Regions from separate parts of the Sus scrofa genome. Here region 1 is linked to region 2. Evidence: chromatin contacts called from public Hi-C data. All regions are on one chromosome and are shown on one strand. The core of a region is the stretch at or near the end of the contact, and the rest is flanking DNA. Distances in the headings are between cores, read along the strand shown. Region 1 holds the start of RBBP4 (histone-binding protein RBBP4). Region 2 holds the start of YARS (tyrosine--tRNA ligase, cytoplasmic).

Region 1 (7,244 bases), core at 2,867-5,366, 130 kb before region 2:
CATACTAGAAATTTTAGCTGAAAAAAAAAAAAATTTAGGAGTTCCCGTCGTGGCGCAGTGGTTAACGAATCCGACTAGGAATCATGAGGTTGCGGGTTCGGTCCCTGCCCTTGCTCAGTGGGTTAACGATCCGGCGTTGCCGTGAGCTGTGGTGTAGGTTGCAGACGCGGCTGGGATCCCGCGTTGCTGTGGCTCTGGCGTAGGCCGGTGGCTACAGCTCCAATTCAACCCCTAGCCTGGGAACCTCCATATGCCGCGGGAGCGGCCCAAGAAATAGCAACAACAACAAAAGACAAAAAGACAAAAAAAAAAAAAAAAAAAAAAATTTAACTACTTATTCATTCATTGAAAAGTAAGCTCATTGGCGTTCCCGTCGTGGCTCAGTGGTTAACAAATCCGACTAGGAACCATGAGATTGTGGGTTCAATCCCTGGCCTTGATCAGTGGGTTGAGGATCTGGCGTTGCCATGAGCGATGATGTAGTTTGCAGAAGTGGCTCGATCCCACGTTGCTGTGGCTCTGGCATAGGCTGGTGGCTACAGCTCCAATTAGACCCCTAGCCTGGGAACTTCCATATTCCACTGGTGTGGTCTTAGAAAAGACAAAAAAAAAAAAATTAAAAATAAAATAAAAATAAGCTCATAGTATAACATAAATTACATATTTTAATTTAAAAAAAAACCCTGTATTTTTCAAAAAGTTTAGTGAGAAGAGTGGCACTGTTCAGCATCTCTGCAAAAAGAAAAAATTTTTTTAAGGGCCAGAGGTGCAGTATATGGAAGTTCCCAGGCTAGGGGTCAAATCAGAGCTACAGCTGCCAGCCTACACCACAGCCACAGAAACCCAAGATCCAAGCCTCATCTGCAACCTACAACAAGCTCAAGGCATTGTTGGATCCTTAACCCACTGATCGAGGCCAAGGATTGAACCCATATCCTCAGGGATACTAGTCAGATTTGTTTCCACTAAGCCACAATGGGAACTCCTGCGAATATTTATAATGTCTGACTTTTCAATGTGTTGCAATATGACAGTTTAGTTAAAGTACATAAATAAAACCCAATGTGACAGATATATATGCAGGAGGTAGAAGGAAAAGAGTATTTTAGCAGCTTAATAAAAAATGTACAGGAGCAGTACAGCTGAAGTGGAGAGAGAAACAAAAACTGTATAGTCTTCCTTGCTACTACCCCAAAACTAGAAACATGGTAGTTTTTTAAAGGTTATTTGCAATGTGGAATTTGAAGCTCTAACAGTGAACTTTTCATACTCTGTAACATTAAAATCCACTGTGCTATCTTGTGCTCCGAACAGATTTTATGTATGCCTGACTGTGTTACATTAGGAAAAAAATTAGTTCATTGAATTATACAGATAGGAATATTATACTAGAAGGAAACATGGGAGAATTAGTTTACAACCTCAGAGTAGGCAAGGCCTAAGTATGACATCACAGAAGCTATAAAAATGGGTAATAGGAGTTTCTTTGTGGCACAGTGGGTTAAGGATCCAGCAGTTATCTCTGCCGTGGTTCAGGCTGCAGCTATGGCACCAGTTTGATCCCTGGCCCTGGAATTTCCTCTGCCACACGTGAAACCAAAAAAAATTTAAAAAGTACATTTCTACATAGTAAAAAAGACCAACAACCCAGTAGAAGAATGGATTAAAAAATATGAATATAGGAGTACCTGTTGTGGTGCAATGGAAACGAATCCGACTAGGAACCATGAGGTTTCGGGTTCAATCCCTAGCCTCACTCAGTGGGTTAAGGATCCAGCATTGCCATGAGCTGTGGTGTAGGTTGTAGACATGGCTCAGATCCTGCATTGCTGTGGTTGTGGTGTACGCTGGCAGCTGTAGCTTGGACTCAACCCCTAGCCTGGGAACCTCCATATGTTGCGAGTGCAGCCCTAATAAAAAAAGCAAAAAAAAGGAAAAAAAAAAGAATATACATATCAGAAAAGGAAACACAAATAGCTCCAAACATACGAAAATATGTTCCACCTCACTCATAGTGAGAAAAATGCAATTAGTGTAACAAGACACTCAACAAACTGGAAAAGACCAAAAAGTATGGTAACAGTAAACTGGCAAAAGTATGAGAAAAGATGCTGGGGAGAGTATAAACAGGCACAACTTCAATGGAGAGCTATTTGGCAATAACTGCTGAAGTTAAAAATGCAGGAGCTCCCTTGTGGCTCAGCAGATTAAGGATCCTGCATTGTCACTGCAGCAGCTTGGGCTGCTGCTGTAGCTCAGGTTCAGTCCCTGATTCAGGGACTTCCACAGGCTGGAGGGGAGGGCAAAAAAAAAAAAAAAAGCAGTTGCCTTTTGACAAAACAATGTAACTTTTGGAAATTTATTCCACAGATATACTTGCACAGGTGCCAAGCAATGGATGTACAAGTATACTCACTGCTGCATTGTTTCCAATTGTAAAAGAATAAAAACATAAATGTCCATCAATTAGAAAGTGGTTAACTAAACTAAATGTCCATCTCTACATGTACATATAAGAAAATGTTAAGAATGGCTGATCTGGAGACAAAGACTAGGTGGCTAGAAATCTGGGCTGGAAGTTCCCAGGCCAGAGATTGACTCTGCAACCTCATGGTTCCTAGTCGGATTGGTTTCCACACTGCACTGGGCTGGGGATCCAACCTGCACGTCCAGAGCAACCTGAGTCACTTCAGTCAGATTCTTAACCCACTGTACCACAGTGGGAACTCCCTGTACTTTTTGAATTTGGCATCATGTATAGAACTTATTAAAAGTAATTTTTAAAAATTGCTAAGTGAGAGAAAAATGAGCGTAGGGAGACATACAGGGTCCAGAAAGAACTAAGCCTAGTAAGCTATGGTAAATAGTTGGATTCTATACTGAAGACAAGGGGAATTTAATGAAATATTTTAAGCAGGGATATTAGAGTCAGATTAGTCCTTCCCAGACCACAGCCACCTTTAGGGATGATAGCTTAAGGTTTATATAGAACTTCAGAGTCTGCACTACACTTTCACATTTATTTTTATCTCAATTATCCCTCACATGAAGGAACTGAATGCAAAGAAAGGTTATGTGATTTGCCTAAAGTCACTTAACTAAATATGGCAAAACCAGGTCTTTTTACTAACACGATACAGGTAAAACACCAAGTTAGAAGTTCCCTACTGAGAGCTTTCAGTCCCCTAACCTAGCCACACTCTTAGGAGACGACAACTCCGCAAACGCTTGAAAACACGGTTGTGTTTAGAATTAATACACCAATAAAATTCCCACAAAGTAAGCGTGAATAGGCACACGTAGAAAAAGTTCAAAAGACTAAATGTGGAAGCCCAGATTTCCGATTCAGACCGGGTGGCTTTTCCCTTCAGCATCCGCGGGACAAGCACAGAAGAGACAAACAGGGCTAAAAGGGAACGTGCCGGAAGTACCGTAGGGGACAAAGTGGAAGGCGAGGCCAGAAGCCCCAGGTAATGAGAGAAGTGAGACACCTACTCACACTCGTACTTCCGATTGACTGGAGGATACTTGGCCTTGATCGCCTTCTGCTCCTCAGTCAAATTGTAATCTCTAAAATCTTCCCCTTCCAGCGCCATGATTGTGCTTTTGGACCCAAACTCAGCTTCCGCCCTTCTTCAGCTGGACTTCGGCCCTGACTTATAACTTCCGCTCTAGACTCCGCCCCTTGGCACACCCTTAAAGGACCAGGGCTCCATTCCCTGGGAGGTACTTAATCCTTCTAGACTTCCGTTCTGTGTCCCAGGGTTTGGAGCACATCATTAAAAGTCGAAGGACCCACTTTCTGCTCTTGCTTAATAGTTCTTCCTACGACTAAGGAAACAAATAATTTGGAGGACGTGGAATAAGGGACACGAATTAGACACCTTTCGATCTGAATGATAGAGGCCTTTTCTTGCCGCCTAGCCCCACAATAGATAACTAGACCCGGAAGCATCCTACATTTTCCCATCTAAAGTACTACTTTGAAGGGGTCGCTAGCTTAACACCCTTCACGAAAATGGCTGCCCCCAAAAGCGTGCGGACTAAACCTCTCACGTGACCCCGGGCGGGTGCACTTCTACTACTCCCGCGCGCGCGAGCGCGCGCGCGTGATCGGAGGAAGTCGGCTTGGGGCCGTGTGGGGGCAGGGGCAGAGCGCGCGCCTGGGCCTGGAGGCAAGCTGCTCCGCGCGTCTGGATAGGCTGCGATCGCGGCTTCCCCGCCCACACCGACGTTCGGCGCACTCCGATTGGCCGATGTTGGCGCGAAGGTGCGCGAGTCGGCCCTCACGCAGGGGCAGCAGGAAACAATAGAGGCCGCGCGCGCAGAAGGAGCGCTCGCAGCCTCCCCGCCCCTCTCGCAACGCTCTGCCCCAGGATCCCCCCGGCTTGCCTGTACGCCATGGCGGACAAGGAAGGTGAGGGTGCCGGGGCCGCCCCAGGAGGGCGGGAGGAGTCAGGCTTGCGCCGCGGCCTCAACGCGGCCTAACGGTGGGGGCAGGCCAGACTCTGCCTAGGGCCGTCCCCGCCATCGCAGGCGTGAGGAAAAATCGCCCCGCGGGGCGGGCTCATGGCGCGCCAGCCCCTCTGGAGCGGAGGCCCGGCGCAGCGGTGTGAGGCTGGCCGTGGTGGCCTCGGGGGGGGTGTTTGGTCCCTCCCGCGCTCCCCGTCGGTCTACCTGCCTCTCTCCGGGTCCTCCCGGCCGCTCTCCCTACCCGCAGGGGTCGGTGCTCGGTCTCACCGTCGGTTCTGTGCGCTCGACGGCGGGCGCCGTCGCCCGAAGGGCTAACGGAGTGTCTGGTCGGGATTACCCGAGCAGTTCCCGCCCGGCGAAGCTGGAGAGCGGTGGTGGTGCCTGCGCCTCCGGGAGATCTAGACTAATCTCCATTTCAGAATCAGGATTCAGGAGCCGTGACGGTAGCTTTGGAAGTGTTTACTCGGTTTCCGTTTGTGGTCGCTAACTTAATTTGTTCTTAATTTTTTAGCAGCCTTTGATGACGCAGTAGAAGAACGTGTGATCAACGAAGAGTACAAAATATGGAAAAAGAACACCCCTTTTCTTTACGATTTGGTGATGACCCATGCTCTGGAGTGGCCCAGCCTAACTGCACAGTGGCTTCCAGATGTAACCAGGTGATAGGAATCTCTCGAATGCTGTTTTGTTGTGTCCTCAGTGTAGATTTCTCACATTGATTTTCCCTGTTTTCCTCTCTCCAGTCACCCGTAGAGGACACGTGATCAAAGCCTATTGGTGACATTTTTTTCCTAGGCCAGAAAGTAAGGCAAAATGTAAAATTATTTTGCAGTTTAGCATATAAGAGAGAACATACTGATGTTTTCTTTTTATTTACTTGTTTTTATTGAGGTACTGATTTACAATGTTGTGTAAATTTCTGCTGTACGGCAAAGTGATTCAGTTATGTTTTTAAAGTACAGCTGATTTTCCATGCTTCTTCGGTTTCTGTTGTATAGCAAAGTGACCCAATCACAGTTTCCTGTGTACACTTTTTTTTGGATATATATTCTTTTCCATTATGGTTTTCCTAGGACACTGAATATAATTTTCTTTGTTATACAGTAGGATCTTGTTTATTACCACTTTCGTGTAGACTAGCTTATTACATCTGCTAACCCCCACCTCCTGCTCCCTCTCCCAACCCCCTTGGCAACCACAAATTTATTTCCTATATCTGAGTCTGTTTCTGTTTTGTAGATAGGTTTGTCATATTTTAGACTCTCCAATATAAATGATATTTGTCTTTCTCTTTCTGATTTCACTTAGTATGATCATCTAATTGCATCCAGGTTGCTGCAAATGGCATTATTTCTTCCTTTTTACGGCTGAGTAGTATTCCATTGTATATATGTACCACATCTTTATTCATCTGTCAGATTGTTCCCATGTCTTGGCTATTGTGAATAATGCTGCTGTGAACATAGCGGTACATGTATCATTTTGAATTATAGTTTTGTCTGGATATATACTGGGGAGTAGGATTGCTGGGTCATATGGTAACTCTATCCTTAGTTTTCTGAGGCATTTACATACTGTTTTCCATAATAGCTGCACCAGTTTGCTTTCCCACCAGCAGTGTGGGAGATGTTTCCTTTTCCTAACACTGAATTGAATAGTGGGATTATAGCTGTAGTTGACCAAATGGTAATGTAAAACTTGTCAGCTTTCAGAAACTATCAGGATGAGTTCAGTTTTTAACATCAAAATGTTTGAATCTCGGCAGTCAGTGGTATTTTCTAGTTAGTTAATGCAAAGGTAAATGTGACATGGTACCTGCTTTCAAGTCTAGTGAATAGGCAGGTATAATTATGAAAGTGGCAAAGATAAAATGATCAGAGAAAGGAAAATTATCTCAACTTGGAATATCAGGAAAGGCTTTCAGTGGGAAGTGACAGTGTGAAAAGGAAGGTGACTTTAAGTAGTATAAAGCTTTAACAAACTGAGCGTGCCTGGGGGAATAATGGATTTTTTATTACAAAACTGTTGGTGTTCAGAGTAACAGCTGAAAGTTATATGTATGCTAAATAACTAGGTTCCTTCAGAACTCAGGTCTTTTGAGTCAAGATATTTGTAAAATGTGGTTGTTGGCCTATGTTTCAGCTCAACAAGTAATAGAAATTTTATAGAAATTTCATTGCCAACTTAATGAGCATGCTACTTTCGTAGTAGCTTTTTAAAAATGGGGAAATCTGGAGTTCCCGTTGTGGCTCAGCAGTAACGAACCCAACCAGTATCCATGAGGATGTGGATTCAGTCCCTGCCCCTGGCAGTGGATTAAAGGATCCAGTGTTGCCGTGAGCTGTGGTGTAGGTCGCAAATGTGGCTCAGATTCAGAGCGTGGCTGTGGCTGGCAGCTGTAGCTCTGATTCAGCCCCTAGCCTGGGAACTTGATGTGCTACAGGTGTGACCCTAAGCGAGCAAAAAAAGTGGGGGAGGGGGGAGTCCTGTCCTACATATGTTAATAAGTACTTAGGAATTTAGAGTTGGAAGCTGCTTTATCATGACCAGTAGTTCACATTATTCAGCTGATACTCAGAATTACTTGAGTTCAGGGAAAGTGGCATCATTTCTGTCAGTTCTCAGTAGTTCAAACCACCTAGGAACTTGTGGCAGAGTACTTGAGAAATAGTTGGTGATTCCAGATATACCGTATTCTTGTTCCGAATATTAGCCACCTCATACCTACTAAAAATCATTGTGGAATCCTTTTTTTTTTTTTTTTTTTTTTT
Region 2 (6,867 bases), core at 438-2,937:
GTGATAATTGCACAACCCTGTGACATCAAATTTCACAGAGCTGCACACTGTAAAAAGGGGTGGATTTTATGGCATGTGAATTCCATCTATTAAAAAGAAAGAAAAACAAGCTGTGGCCAACCAATGTATCACTGCTCTTAGAATACACCCCGATTTTATTTTATTTTTTTCTTTTGCTGCACCTGAGGCATGTGGAAGTTCCCATGCCAGGGATCGAACCTGCACAACAGCAGCAGCCTGAGAAGCTGCAGTGACAAAGCAGATCCTTAAACCACTGTGCCACAAGGGAACTCCAATGCCCCAATTTTATTTTATGTCTTTTTAGGGCTGCAGCCACGGCATATGGAGGTTCCCAGGTTAGAGGTCCAATCGGAGCTGTACCTGCCGGCCTACGCCACAGCTCATGGCAATGCCAGATCCTTAACCCACTGAGCTAGGCCAGGGATCGAACCTGCGTCCTCATGGCTGATAGTCGGGTTCGTTAACCACTGAGCCACCATGAGAACTCTCAATACCTCAATTTTAAACACAGCCTTCAAAGCCCTCATAACCTGGTCCCTGCCTACTCCTCCTAAACAAACAAGTCTAAACAAACAAGTAAAATATATAGTTATGTCAGGCGGTGATAAATTCTAAAGGGGAAATAACAACAGAAAAAGGTAGAGCAAGAGATGAAGCAGTTCTGGTGGCAGGGGGGTTGTTATTTACATAAAGCAGTCTGGAAAGGCCTTCTGGACAATGTGACAATAGAAGCCTGAAAAAGTCAAGGGAATGAGCAATGTAAATATTTACTAAGTGCTTGATCCGCATTTTGCTCCCTTTACTCCAGCCAAGTTAGCCTTCTTTCTGAACCAGTGTTCTCTCTCCCCTCTGCTTCCCGACCTGGGTTCCTTCCACCTGACAAGTTCTTCCCCTCATTATTCTGGTTAACATCTACTCCTGAAGGAAACAGCCGGAACAAATGTGGAGTGAAGAGGTGATCTGCATCGTTTAGAGCGCAGTTTAGAGATCACTTCCTCAGCCTTCCCTGACACTCCCCAGCCCTCCCTCATAATTTCTTTTCAAGAAAGATCTCTGCATAAAGTACCTTCCACTGCTTGTTTCAACCGCAATTAAATGTCTGGATTATGGGTCATTTTCAACATCTGGTTTCCTCCGGATATGCTCTGGGAGGGCAGGGCCCTGATGTATCCACAGCTCCTAGCACCGCGCCTGGCACATAATAAAGTGGGTTGGGTGGGAGCCCTGGATTCAAAGCCTGGCTCAACACAAGTAACTGCACGCATGAGGTGAGCTCAACCGTGATTTCTGTGGTACCTACGTAACGGCTGCTAGACTGACTGACTGACGGAAGGGCAGTGAAGACTGCAGCTTCTCTCAAGGCTGCGGAGTGCTCGGCCCCACAGCCTTAGAACCCTGAAGCCCTGCTCAAGATCACAGGACTTCCGGCCCCCTGTCCGCATCCGCGCACTTCCAACCCCGAGGCTCGACCTGTAGGTTCCGGGTGATAAGGTGCAGCTTCTCTTCAGGGCTCAGAGCGTCTCCCATGGTTTTGTCGATCCCGTCTCCGGCGTTCCGCCCGACACCCGTGCGCCTTCGGTGGCTACCGCCACCGCGTGCAGGGAACTGTCACGCGGGTCCAGTTAGGTTGCATCAGCTGAGCTCGTCGCTCGGCTTGCTCGGTCTGGACCCTTCTCCTGCTAGTGGCCAGGAGAGAGTCAGGAGCAGTGGAAAGTCGAACGAGTCGATGAGACGAAAAGGGGTGGAGCAAATAGGCGGGGTAGGCAGTGCAGGGGCGGGGTTGCGACGCCTGCGCCGGGCCCAACCCTCTGGTAGGCGGGGCGGTTTCCTGCCAATCACTAACCGTTTGCCCTCCCCCTGGCGTTGGACCGGCTGCCTCGGGGTGGGGGAGGTCGGGGAGGGGGCGATAAAATGGCGCAGGGGGCGGAGTGAGGCGCAGTCGTTCGTCTAGGTTTCGGCCCGGCTTCCGGAGGTGAACAGCCGGAGGGAGGAGGGGGTCGGCGTTCCTTGGCTGGGCGGGGGATGGGGGCGCCTGTTGCTTCTCCAGAGGGCCGCGCACACCGTCCGCCCCTCTGAGGGGTTGAGAGGCCCTTGCCCAGCTGGGAAAGGGCTTATTATCATTTCTGAGGTGATGGCGGCGGGAGGGGGATAGTGTCTCTGCCTCCCCACCTCCTTGTCGGTGGGCGATAGATGCCCCTCACTCTGCCGAGGCAAAGGGAGGCTGTCTGGTTACCCGAGAGCGCGGAGCGAGGTCCGTTCTCTCTACCCAGTGGGGGTGGGGTGGTGGAGGTGAGGGGGGAGGGTTGCCTCTGCCCCCTACACTGCGGCGCGGGTTGGGGGGGGGTGACTATTTTTCCGGCCGCGCCTTGCGGGCTGGGGAGGGGAAGGCAGACCCGCCCCAGGGGAGAGCCAGCCCCGGGTCCAGCGGACGTCAGGGTGGGCAGCCGTCTGCAGGGTGAGGGTGCATCGTTACCAGCTGGGGGGGCCGCTTTTGCCCCTGCTGGGGGAGGGGTGGGGTGCCAGCCCAGCGCTTCTCCCGCCTTCCGCGGGGAGGCGGGAATTCTTGGTCTTTAGGGAGGAGGGAAGTGCGAAGGCCCTGCCCCGAGGGCGATGCCTATAGCACTTACAAGGGAGAGCTGGGGGAGGTAGAACCGCATCCTACGAAGGGTGGACTGCGGCCCCCTTCCTCCAAGCTCTCGAGCACTGGAGGCGCCACCAGTTCCTTCCTGGGCGGGATGGCAGGCATTTGGCACCTCAGGGTGGGCCCTGGAGAGGAAGTGATTCAATTGCCCACCTGCTACCCCAACCTGATCTCCAGTTTCCTGTGGATTTGTTAGAGGCTTCAAGCTTTAACAAACCTGTCTTAAATCATTTCAAAAACATTTTCTTGTTAAAAAGAAACCTGTTGCTGCAGCTGAGTGGTATTTGGTCTCTAAGCCCACGTGGGAGGAAAGTTCTGGCATCTTTATCTAAGTGAAGCCTTACCTAAAACAGATTTCCAGCCCTGGGTTGCTTTTCTGTCCTGCATTGTTTACAGTTATCTCAAAGGTAGTTGCAAAATTCTGACAGATAATTTCAGTTTACTTTGATTCAGTTTAAATGTTAATGCCCGTTTTATATAGTGATAAGCCTAGTGAGTGCCATTAGTGCTGTCTGTCTCACATGTATTGCATTTAGGAAAAGTTGGAAATCATAGGTCCAGCCTTTGATTGAGGAAGTTTGGTCTCTTGGAAACAGTCCTTGCCCTTGGCCATACCTGTCAGATACAAGTTGGTAATGGTCTTGGTTTTAGAGCCTTGAAAGAGGGTATGGGGTTGCATCTGTTGTTGCAGTTTCAGTGACCTGAGTAAAATGAGGCTTTGTGCTTTCAGGCAGTAAGTTTTCTTGGGTACAATAAAAATAGAAAGGGAACCAGTTTCTGAGGTTGCAACCAGGAGGTTAGAGAACAGAGCGAGGGGGTGGTAAACTGAAGTGAAGAAGTGGGTGGACAGGTGAGAGAGACTTGGAAGGACAGAATAGGGTCAAAGGAGGATGGGGAGCAGAGGAATTAAGAGACTTGAGAGATGGGAAAAATATTTTTCCCTTAAAAATCAGGAGATCTCATATTTTAGATCACTGCAAAGCAAATGCCAAGGAAGTCAGATGATGGTAGAATGGCAGATAGAGAAGTGCTCATGTTGTCTTGTGGAACTTCACTTTGGAACTTCAGTTTTATCTGAGATTTTATTTTCCTCCCTTCAAATTTACTAAATTCAGCTTTCATAAACATCCCCTCATTTGATCCTCGTGATAGATAATCTGTGTTTGATGTTAACAGCCCCTATTTCACAGATGGGTATTCTCATCCATATTGAAGTTCAGAGACCTCAAGTGAATGACAGAGGTCTCTAAGTTTTAGTCCACTGCCTCTATGTAAGATACTTAAGTGGCCATTAATTTGCAGAATTTGCCTGATATTTCAGATGTCTCTACAGCCTCATTTTTAATCAATTTATTGTGACAATGTGGTTGGTAGTATGCTGGGTTAAATTAGAAGGGATTAGAGCATATTGGATAATTTCTTAACAAGCCAGGACCAGGGGAAGTTTCCCATCAGCTTAATGCTCTTTTCCTACCATTCCTAAGCTTCTTTTAAGGCTGACTCTTAAGGGAAGCGATGATGGTGGGGTGAAATAATAACTATAGCCACTACTTATTTAGCTTTTAACATTGTACCTCTACTATGCTAAGTGCTTTATGTGCATGAACTCATTTAATTCTTGTGACAACTTTAATGCGGTAGGTACTATGATGATCCCTATTTTACAAGGGAGGACAGTTGAAACTTCAGATTGTTATCATTGTATCTTTCCCCACTGAGACTTCTTAAATTTTAACACGCTTTTAAAAAAATTATTATTTATTTTGGGCTATGACCATGGCATGTGGAAGTTCCCAACCCTCGCTGCAGTTGCAACCTGTGCCACAGCTGTGGCAACAGCAGATACCTTAGTCAGTGGGTCAGGGATCTGGCAGTGCTCTGAGCTGTGGTATAGGTTGCAGACGTGGCTTGGATCCCGAGTTGCTGTGGCTCCGAAGCAGGCTGGCAGCTGTAGCTTCAATTCAACACCTAGCCTAGGAACTTCCATGTTGCGGGTGCGGCCCTAAAAAAGGCAAAAAAGTAAATAAATAAATAAAAAAAAAATGACCTTTATAGGGCTTTCATATTGCGGCTCAGCAGTAACGAACCTGCCTATTATCCATGAAGATGCGGGTTTGATCCGTAGGCTCGCTCAGTGGTTAAGGATCCAGCATTGCCGTGAGCTGGGGTGTGGGTCACAGACTCAGCCCAGATTTGGCATTGCTGTGGCTGTGGTGTAGACCAGCAGCTACAGCTTTGATTTGACCCCTAGCCTGGGAACTTCCATGTGCCGCAGGTGAAGCCCTAAAAAGCAAAAAAAAAAAAAAAAAAAAAAAAAAAAAAAAATAGCATTTATAAAATAACTGGAAATCTGAACTAAATATTTTATAATAAGGAATTCTTGTTATGTACAGATGAAATGATGTGATGCCTGGGATTTGCTTCAGAATAATCTGGTAAAGGGGGCAGTGGGTGGGACAAGATTAGCAATGGGTTGATAGTTGTTGGGGCTGAGTGATGGGTATGGGGGAATTCATTATACTATTATATGTCGCTTTTCTATGTTTTAAATTATAATAAGTAGTTTTTAAATGAGGAAATAAAATTTTGAAAAGAATGACTTGTGTAAGTTAAAAATTATATGTATATGGTATTGTTTTGCATGCTTTTACTCCTAGACCTTTCAGAACATCCTGTGAGAAGCTCAGAAGAGCCAGCTCTGTGCCTCTGGATGTCAGGTGGCATAGGAAGTGATGTTTTCAGTGGTTGAGAAGAATATTGGTCCTGTGAGTGCACAGTACAGTTTGCAAGTAATGATATTTTTCTTCCAGTGAGATTTGGCCACATTCAGGGGTATTTCTCAGATTATTCCATTCTGCTTGGGAAATCAAGGGAAACCTATGCATAATAAGGTGGCTTAAATTACTTTTGCCAAGAGACCAAAAGCTCTTTTTGATGTCTGCATCCTTCATAAGATCTTAGAGTAGATATTGTATTTAGAAGGCTCTGCTGCTGACTGCCTCTGGGCTAGTCTGTTCACAAGGGTGGTAGGAAAAACGAAAGAAAAATCATTGCCTTTGGAATTAGGCTTGGGTTGGGACCCATTCTAGCATGTAAGCTCTTTGTTCTAGGTTAAACTACTAATGACTCTGAGGTTTAGTTTCCCGAGGGTGAAAATCTATTGAACTCTTCACTAGGTCAAGCAGGTGCTTGGACTGTACCTTTTGGAAGGAGTTGGAGAATGGGGATATGACTCAGAAAGAGCTTCTCAGGAATGCAGCTGCTTAACCCCAGTGCCTATGATACTTATGCTTGACAACCACCAACTTTGTTAAGTGAAAGAAAAGTTTTTCCAAAAGTAAACTTTTTTCTTACTGCTGCCTAAAGAAGTAATTTCACTCTATAAAATAACCCAATCACTGGGCAGAGAAATTACTTTCTCTCTTTTTTTTTTTTTTTTTTTTGTCTTTTTGCTATCTCTTTGGGCCGCTCCCACGGCATATGGAGGTTCCCAGGCTAGGGGTCGAATCGGAGCTGTAGCCACCGGCCTACACCAGAGCCACAGCAACACGGGATCTGAGCCACGTCTGCAACCTACACCACAGCTCACGGCAACGCCGGATCGTTAACCCACTGAGCAAGGGCAGGGACCGAACCCGCAACCTCATGGTTCCTAGTCGGATTCGCTAACCACTGCGCCACGACGGGAACTCCAAATTACTTTATTGAGACACCTGCTTCAGTGCCTAGGACTCTCTCACAACAATTACTAGAATATTGGTAAAGTAAGATAAAAAGCCATTGGAGTTCCCTTGTGGCTCAGCAGGTTAAGGATCCAGTGTGGTCACCGCTGTGGCCCTGATTATAGCTGTGGTGCCTGTTTGATCCCTGGCCTGGGAACTTCTGCATGCCATGGGCACAGCCAAAACGAAAACATAAAAACTAATAAAAAAGTCCATAGCAACTCTTAAGTTTAAATATAACAAATAGAGTTATATTGAGGGATTAGAGTTGTAAAATATGTCTCACAGCGCCTAGTTTGTAATGGGTACTTAATATTTCTTCCCATTCTATTCCATCTCATTTCTAAGATCGTATTAAAGTATACAATGTAATGATTTGTTATATGACATTACATTACTTTAAGGTATATAACAATGATTTATATATATATATATATATATATATAGCAAAATAATTGCCACAGTAAGTAACATACATCACCT

What was found. A called contact is a pair of places that touch in the nucleus more often than the background predicts.
Region 1: a contact with region 2 is called in a Hi-C map of liver, with 4 times the contacts expected there. The contact joins the promoter of RBBP4 here to the promoter of YARS in region 2. A contact is called at or near these places in 2 of 5 promoter capture datasets (fetal liver and liver), 4 of 47 Hi-C or Micro-C datasets (heart right ventricle, liver and skeletal muscle) and 2 of 2 datasets of contacts at active chromatin or transcription factors (alveolar macrophages and skeletal muscle).

The regions. Positions count from the first base shown.
Region 1 is chr6:88,982,976-88,990,219 of Sscrofa11.1, forward strand. It overlaps RBBP4 (histone-binding protein RBBP4), which reads left to right and starts at 4,117. Exons shown (of 12, transcript XM_013999126.2): 1 at 4,117-4,417; 2 at 4,985-5,132. The coding sequence starts at 4,402. It overlaps ZBTB8OS (protein archease), which reads right to left and starts at 4,024. Exons shown (of 7, transcript XM_005665186.3): 1 at 3,500-4,024. The coding sequence starts at 3,596.
Region 2 is chr6:89,117,150-89,124,016 of Sscrofa11.1, forward strand. It overlaps YARS (tyrosine--tRNA ligase, cytoplasmic), which reads right to left and starts at 1,688. Exons shown (of 14, transcript XM_013999119.2): 1 at 1,322-1,688; 2 at 1,088-1,212. S100PBP (S100P-binding protein) reads left to right here and starts at 1,854. Exons shown (of 8, transcript XM_021095828.1): 1 at 1,854-1,993; 2 at 5,320-5,427.